Regions from separate parts of the Mus musculus genome. Here region 2 is linked to region 1. Evidence: chromatin contacts called from public Hi-C data. All regions are on one chromosome and are shown on one strand. The core of a region is the stretch at or near the end of the contact, and the rest is flanking DNA. Distances in the headings are between cores, read along the strand shown. Region 1 overlaps Meiob (meiosis specific with OB domains). Region 2 holds the start of Igfals (insulin-like growth factor binding protein, acid labile subunit).

Evidence for each region. Hi-C and Micro-C count contacts between places; a contact is called where the count stands out from the background.
Region 2: a contact with region 1 is called in a Hi-C map of liver, with 5 times the contacts expected there. The contact joins the promoter of Igfals here to the enhancer-like site in region 1. A contact is called at or near these places in 28 of 39 promoter capture datasets (the 3T3-L1 cell line, 3T3-L1-derived adipocytes, the C10 cell line and 18 more), 20 of 484 Hi-C or Micro-C datasets (3T3-L1-derived adipocytes, the AML12 cell line, the G1E-ER4 cell line and 8 more), 5 of 115 datasets of contacts at active chromatin or transcription factors (the 230-238 cell line, the SCID.adh cell line and embryonic stem cells) and 3 of 9 other capture datasets (adipose tissue, liver and pancreatic islet).

The regions. Positions count from the first base shown.
Region 1 is chr17:24,820,114-24,823,214 of GRCm38.p6, reverse strand. The region is part of intron 5 of Meiob (meiosis specific with OB domains); the gene reads right to left. Among named protein-coding and RNA genes, the nearest start is that of Meiob, 17 kb to the right of the region's middle. Within about 2 kb of position 1,429, at least 14 of the 459 cell types and tissues checked have an H3K27ac peak or open chromatin away from gene starts, as enhancers often do. A contact at or near this core is called in adipose tissue and liver, where this site is marked.
Region 2 is chr17:24,876,591-24,880,013 of GRCm38.p6, reverse strand. Igfals (insulin-like growth factor binding protein, acid labile subunit) reads right to left here and starts at 1,267. Exons shown (of 2, transcript NM_008340.4): 1 at 1,190-1,267; 2 at 1-61. The coding sequence starts at 1,205. Gm41549 (a long non-coding RNA gene) reads left to right here and starts at 1,945. Exons shown (of 3, transcript XR_876682.3): 1 at 1,945-2,018.

The sequences.
Region 1 (3,101 bases), core at 180-2,679:
GTACATTGCTGCTCTCTTCAGACACATCAGAAGAGGGCGTTACAGATGGTTTGAGCCACCATGTGGATGCTTGGAATTGAACTCGGGACCTCTGGAAGAGCAGTCAGTGCTCTTAACTGCTGAGCCATCTCTCTAGCCCAGAAAGTTATATTTTTAATATTAAATTTTTGTACAATATTTATTTTCTGTGTATGAAGGTTTTGCCTAAATCTATGCCTGTGTACAATATGAATGTAGTACCTGTAGAGTCCCAAAAATAGCATCAGATCCCTTGGAGCTAGAGTTACAAATGCCTGTGAGCTGGGAATTGGACCTGGGACCTCAGGAAGAGCTGAGCCATCTTTCCAGCCCCTATATTTTTTACTCTTAAAACATCAAATAATGGTATAAAATGTTTTTCTCCATAATGAATTTTATATCAGTCTTTAAATATTTCTTCATTGAAATAATGTTCTTTTAATTAAGAACATATATTGAGAACTTTTTTCTGTGAGTTCTAATCATACTAGTTGTAGGTTCTTGCCCAAGACCTGAAGCTGTAGTCTTCTTTTCTGTTAAACAGGGCATGAAAATACTCTAAAACTTCAGATTATAAAAAACAGAGGCCCCATTGTTTCTTTTTTTAAATTTATTTATTTTATTCTGTGTGTATATTTTTTTTGGCCTGCCTATCTGTGTACCTCATGTGTGCCTTCTACCAGTAGAATTCAGAAAAGAGTATCAGACTCTGTGAACTGGAAGTGCATGGCTGTGAGCCCCAATGCAGGATCTGGGAACTGAACTCAGGTCTTCTGAAACCAGTTCCCTTAACCACTGAGCCATCTGTGTAGCCCCATATGAAGACCTTGACCTTGGCATTATTATCACCAGGTTTCTGACCATTGTTATTTCTTCTATGATGCTGATTGCTTTATCTATGTGCCTGAAGTCAAGAACTCTGTTTGCTTACTTTGTATTGCTAATACATGAAGCAGATTCAGAGTTTTAGAGTGTGGAAGACTCCAGTGATGTTCCCCTTTCCTGGTACCCAAACCTCTCACAAAGCCTCCTTCACAGAGCTCTTTGCCTTAGTTATTCACGATATCATGCCTCCAGTCCTGGCCCTGGTCCCCTGACTCATCTCCTCGGGGACTCATCCTTCACATTACAGTCAACTTGGTCTTCCTAAGCAGGATATTATTTTCCAGCTAAAAGACTTCCTGTTCCTTACTTCTCCCTGAGAAGTGAACATCACTAAGAAGTGTCTCTGCTCCTCCCTTTCCTCACTGCTCTGGAGTCCAGCTATGCCAGGTTATTAGGCTATGAAATTGCTATTTTAGGTGAATATTTGTTAAATGTCAGCAGTTTGCTGTTGCTCAACCTAAAAGTTAATTATTCAAGATATTCTGGAAAATGCCAAGAGGTTTCACATTTGTTGGGTCTACCAAACATGTCCCTCCCACCTCCCATACATATTTACTAAAAATCAATTATGTGACTGTCTCTGATCTAGGCATGGGTAGAACATGATACAAAATACACTTAATCTCATAAGCTCATATATGTGAGCAGGAATCATAAAAAATTCAAGTCATCTCAGAATGTGATCTGGATTCCAACACTAAGAGTAGGGAGAAAGTCCTGCTGAGTGACTGGAAAGGTTAAATGAGTTAACATTCAACCTGAAGAATCAAACATTCAGGTAGATAGGAGAATGTTCTGTGCAGAGGGACTGGAAAGTAGAACGGATCTTAGGGCAGAGTGAGTCCAGGTGTTCATAAAAAGGAAAATTCTCAGTGGCTGCAAAGAGACAAGAGCCATTTATAGACCAGCATGGAGTTAGCTGGCACAGAATTGCCCCTGGACAGAATCACCTTGGAAGTAAGGCTTCCTCTCTCATTCCCTACCCCATCCTGATAAGAAATGAACTACAGGCAATGGATAATTTAGGATACAAAAGCTCTGACCCTCTGCATAAGGCCATGCTCCAAGAAGAGCACACTCCAGAGCTTGCTTCCTCCTGAGCTCCAGCAACAGCCGATCCCCAACCCCATCCTTGCAGGGTTCTCCTAAGAGCCCTCCCTCAATAGGCCACTCGGAAAGAATTTTTCTATCAAGTTCTCCCTCCAGGGAACCTGACCTAAGACAAAGGGCATGTGAGAGGATTAAAAGCCGGATACAATATTATGTACTGCCAGTGTTTATCTTTGTTTAGATATTTTTTAAATATTTATTTTTGTGTGTATTTGTTTTCATCTATGGAAGTCTATGCCATTTGTTTTTGTGGTGTGCAGAAAGGCCAGAAGAGGGTGTTAGCGTCCCTGGACCTATCTGCCTAATAGGAATGCTAGAACTGGATGCAGGTCTTCTGCAAGGGCAGCAAGTGCTCTTAATTGTTGAGCCATCTTTCCAGCCCTTCTAATTGTTTAGTTTTATTCTAACTAGAGTCTTGTTTTTACAAACCTAAGCATTCAGACTCCATATCTGAAGATTCTGCATCCACAAACCCAAACAATCATGTATCAAATTTAAAAAAAAAACCACTATAACTAATACAAATACAGCATAACTACTCACATGGCACTCATATGACATTAGGTGTTATAGGTAACAATGATTTCAAATATAGAGGAAGTTGTGCTTAAGTTGTATGTAAGGAATTTGAGCACCCATGGATTTTGGTAGCCTGGAAGACTTTTTTATTTAACCCTACACAGATACCAAGAGAAAATTAGCTTTTTGTGATTATAAAAATTATAAATTATGTCATTATCTTAAAGATAAATATTCTGGGCTAGTGAGATTGCTCATCGGGTAAGAGCACTGACCTCTCTTCCAGAGGCCCTGAGTTCAAATCCCAACAACCACATGGTGGCTCAAATCCATCTGTAATGAGATCTTACACCCTTTTCTGGTATGTCTGGAGACAGCTACAGTGTACTTATGAATAATAATAAATAAATCTTTGGGCCAGAGCAAGCAGGGAATGAGCGAGCAGAGTTGACCAGAGTGAGCAGAGGTCCAAAAAAAAAATTAAATTTCCAACAACCATATGAAGGCTCACAACCATCTGTGCAGCTACAGTGTACTCATATACATAAAATAAATAAATAAATAAATAA
Region 2 (3,423 bases), core at 18-2,517, 57 kb before region 1:
TGCAGGTAACAGGGGCCCAGTGCCACCCAGAAAGCCAGAAGCACCACCAGGGCTGGGCTTCCTGTGGGGAGAAGGGTTGGCAAGGAGATGCCCCCAGGATATGAACCAAACCCTGGGCTTCCCTAACCCTCAGCCATTGTAAGAGATGGCATCCACCATCCCACTTTGATACTAAGCAAACACTGGTGACAGCCACGTCCTATCTTTTGAAGCCACTTCAATTTCCCAGACCCTGGAACCAGCAAGTGGTGATCCCCGTCGCACTGCAAGGGCACAGAGGGCCTGGGTCTCCCACATCACCCTGCTCTCCAGGCAACCTGGGCCCTGGCCACTAGGCAGGCTGTGTCCTCTAGGGTGTACAACAGCCAGGCTGAGAAACAGAATCGAAGTGCAGTCCAAGAGCTGACTCTTGCAGAATACTTGGGGATATAGACCCAGGTAGCATATTCATTTGTGGTCCTCAATGGCTAGGCAGCAAGCTGGGCATTCCCTGCCTGTTGGGCCCTCATATGGGTGAAGCGTGCCTTATTTGCTCCCCATTATATGAAGGCTATAACCCTTACTGGTAGAAGAGTGGGGGTCTAGAAAACCCCAACTGTCCATTCAACCAAGCGTCAAATCACATGAACCCAGCTAGCACCCCAACTTAATCTGCCTCGGGTGTATGCTGAGAACCCCAGATCAAGTTGGGAAGAACGACACTGTCCCGCACCTGCGCAGTTTGTATCTGGTGTGACTGTGTAACGGTGGTTTGGAAGTGGGGGAAGCCCTAGGCATTGTGGGAGCACACCAATGGCAGACGAGGAAGAAGACATTTTCCCGTTCACCCAGGGCCAGGCCCTTAAGAGAAACGGTAGCCAGAAGGATCTCGGGCTGTGTGCAGCATACCATCTCAGCAAGCTATGAGACCAGAATATGGGGAGCAATGAGCCCCATTTCTGCACCTTGCGCCCAGGGGTGAGGTACTTGTTTCTTCTGCCTACCCTGCCTTCATCTGGCCCTTTCCCACAGTGCCGCCACCAAGGGGGAAAGTAACCGAGACCCTCCGGTGCCAGGAATTGTATCCAAGACCCAACCCAGAATTCCCACCAGCCCACCCTGAGTTAAGCCTACTGCGGCTTCTCCCAGAGGGCTCTGGCTGAGGACCAGCTACCCTCAGAGCAAGTGGCAGGGGAGACGGATTCCTCACCTGTTCTCAGAGCCATTGTTCCTTGTACAGAGCTGGCCGCAGGCAGGCAGTGAGCAAGGGCCGTCTACAGCACAGGCTGCTGCCCAGTGGATTTCCCCACTGCCTGTAGCTGGCAGCCCTCAGCTGGCCCTGCCCCACACTCTGGCTCCTTTAACCCTCTAGGGCTGGGCAACAAGTCTCAACAGAAGCTCCTCTGGATGCGGGTGGTGCAGGGGAGGGGCACTTTGTCCGCCCCAAAGTCTCGGGGATTGGGGGGCGGGGGAGCAATTGAAAGCCACCTCTGCTGGTGTTGGAGGTAGAGGCTTGGTGGAGTAGACCTTCAGGATTGGTGCTCAAGGTAGGTGTAGGGGGGGCCCTGTCTCCCAGTAGGTTCAGCTAAGGTGAGGGAGCTCGGGGGTTCCTGGGAATTCCCCCCACTCACCTCTATACGGAGCAGATGGCTCTGTCAGGCTTAAACAGTTTGCCCTGTTTCCTAAGGCCTTGCCTATACTTCTCGAATGCTCTCTGACCTGGGGTTTCTTAGGCCTAAGTGGGCCCACCATTTGTGCCTCCCAGTCCAGGGGTTTGTCTAAGGCCCAGTCTCAGTCTTCCTGTGACCTCTAGGTCAGCTGACGGCTGGCTACCGCCCCTCCCCCAGGGCCTCTTCTAGGAACACCTGGCAGAGCCACCAGCTACCTCGTGTTTGCTCTCCCCAGCACAGTCCTCCTAGAAAAGGGTTGGCAGGAAGACAGTGGGGCACCGCAGCCTCAGGGGCAGAGCCAGTTTCTGCTGGCCTCCACAGTATGGAGGGCCTAACAACCTACTACTTCCTTGTGTACAAAGACCCCAGGTAAACATGCTGCCCCAGGGGGAGGCAGGAGGGCCATGTGTGGGGCCCTCAACCTGGCCCTGGCTCCACTCACCCTGCCGGAGCCACATCTCAGCTTCCTCCTCCAGGGCCTGAAACCTGTGACCTGACGGACACTCCAGCCAGTCCTGCCTGAGCTCTGTCCCTTTGCCCTGCCCGGGATGGGGGGAATGCACACGGGAGGGGCCAGGCAAGGCAGTGCTGGGTTTCAGAAAGAACAGCTTCTCAGGGGCTTGGGGGACATTGGGAGCCATCTCTAAGCAAGCAGAGGAAGTAGGCAGGTCTGGGAGGGTCAGGGGCTGTGGCTCCCACCATGCCTCCCCATGTCTAGGGCATTTTCCATGTTATTCCTCAGCCTCTTTTCTGAGAAATTATAGATCGGCAGGGAGGGAGTCTCCGCCCAGAGCCACAGAGCAGTTTACACAGCAAAAGTGCGGTCTCAGCAGAGCTGCGGGGCCAGTAGCCAGCCTCTGCTGAGAGCAGGGGCCAGCAGTGCCTGAGTCCCTGTGGGCCCTGCTGGACTAGGATCTCTTCCTGTCTCCAAGCCCTGCTTCATGTGGTGTGGAAGCCTTGCCAGGCTTGCTTCACCCAAGCGAAGTGCTGCCACCACACCACACCACACCACACAGGAACACAAGGCCCAGCCACTGAAGAGCCGTAACCCCCGACAACTCTGCTATTCTATCCAGGGTTACCTCCTGGTGCCTTCCCTGGGCCCTGTGTCTAGCCTGGAATATGCCAACAGACAGAGCCTATGTTTCTTCAGGCATCATCCAAGTGAAATGCAGCCATCATGGTACAATTGTCCTGGCTGGACACTCAGCGCCTCCCTCCGGGACCACACCCAGTGAAGCTGTGAATGGTGACTTTCGAGGTCTGAAGGGCCTGTGAGTGTTTCTGTGGAGGCAGCACTTGAGTGTCCACAGGGAAGTGTATGTCCTCCCTAACACTTCTATCCCTGTACCTCGCTGACTGGTAGATGCCTGCCTGTCCATTGTTCATTGTTTTCTGGATTTCTGGTGAGGCCAAACACGCTGAAGCTGTCCAGCTACCAGACACAGATTGTGGATATTTATTGGTTCTTCAAGATAGGGTTTCTCTGTGTAACATCCCTGGCTATCTTGGAACTCACTTTGTAGACCAGGCTAGCTTCGAAATCACACAGATCCTCCTGCCTCTGCCCCCCAAGTGCTGGGATTAAAAGCATGCACCACTACTTGGCTCTTTCTTTTTCTTTTCTTTTCTTTCTTTCCCCTTTTTTTTTTTTTTTGACAAGGTCTCCAGTAGACCAAACTAGCCTCGAACTTGAAATATTGTAAAGGATGGCCTTAAACTCTTGCTTTTCCTGCCTCTACTTCCCAAGTGCTAGGATCCCAGCCTGTGTCAC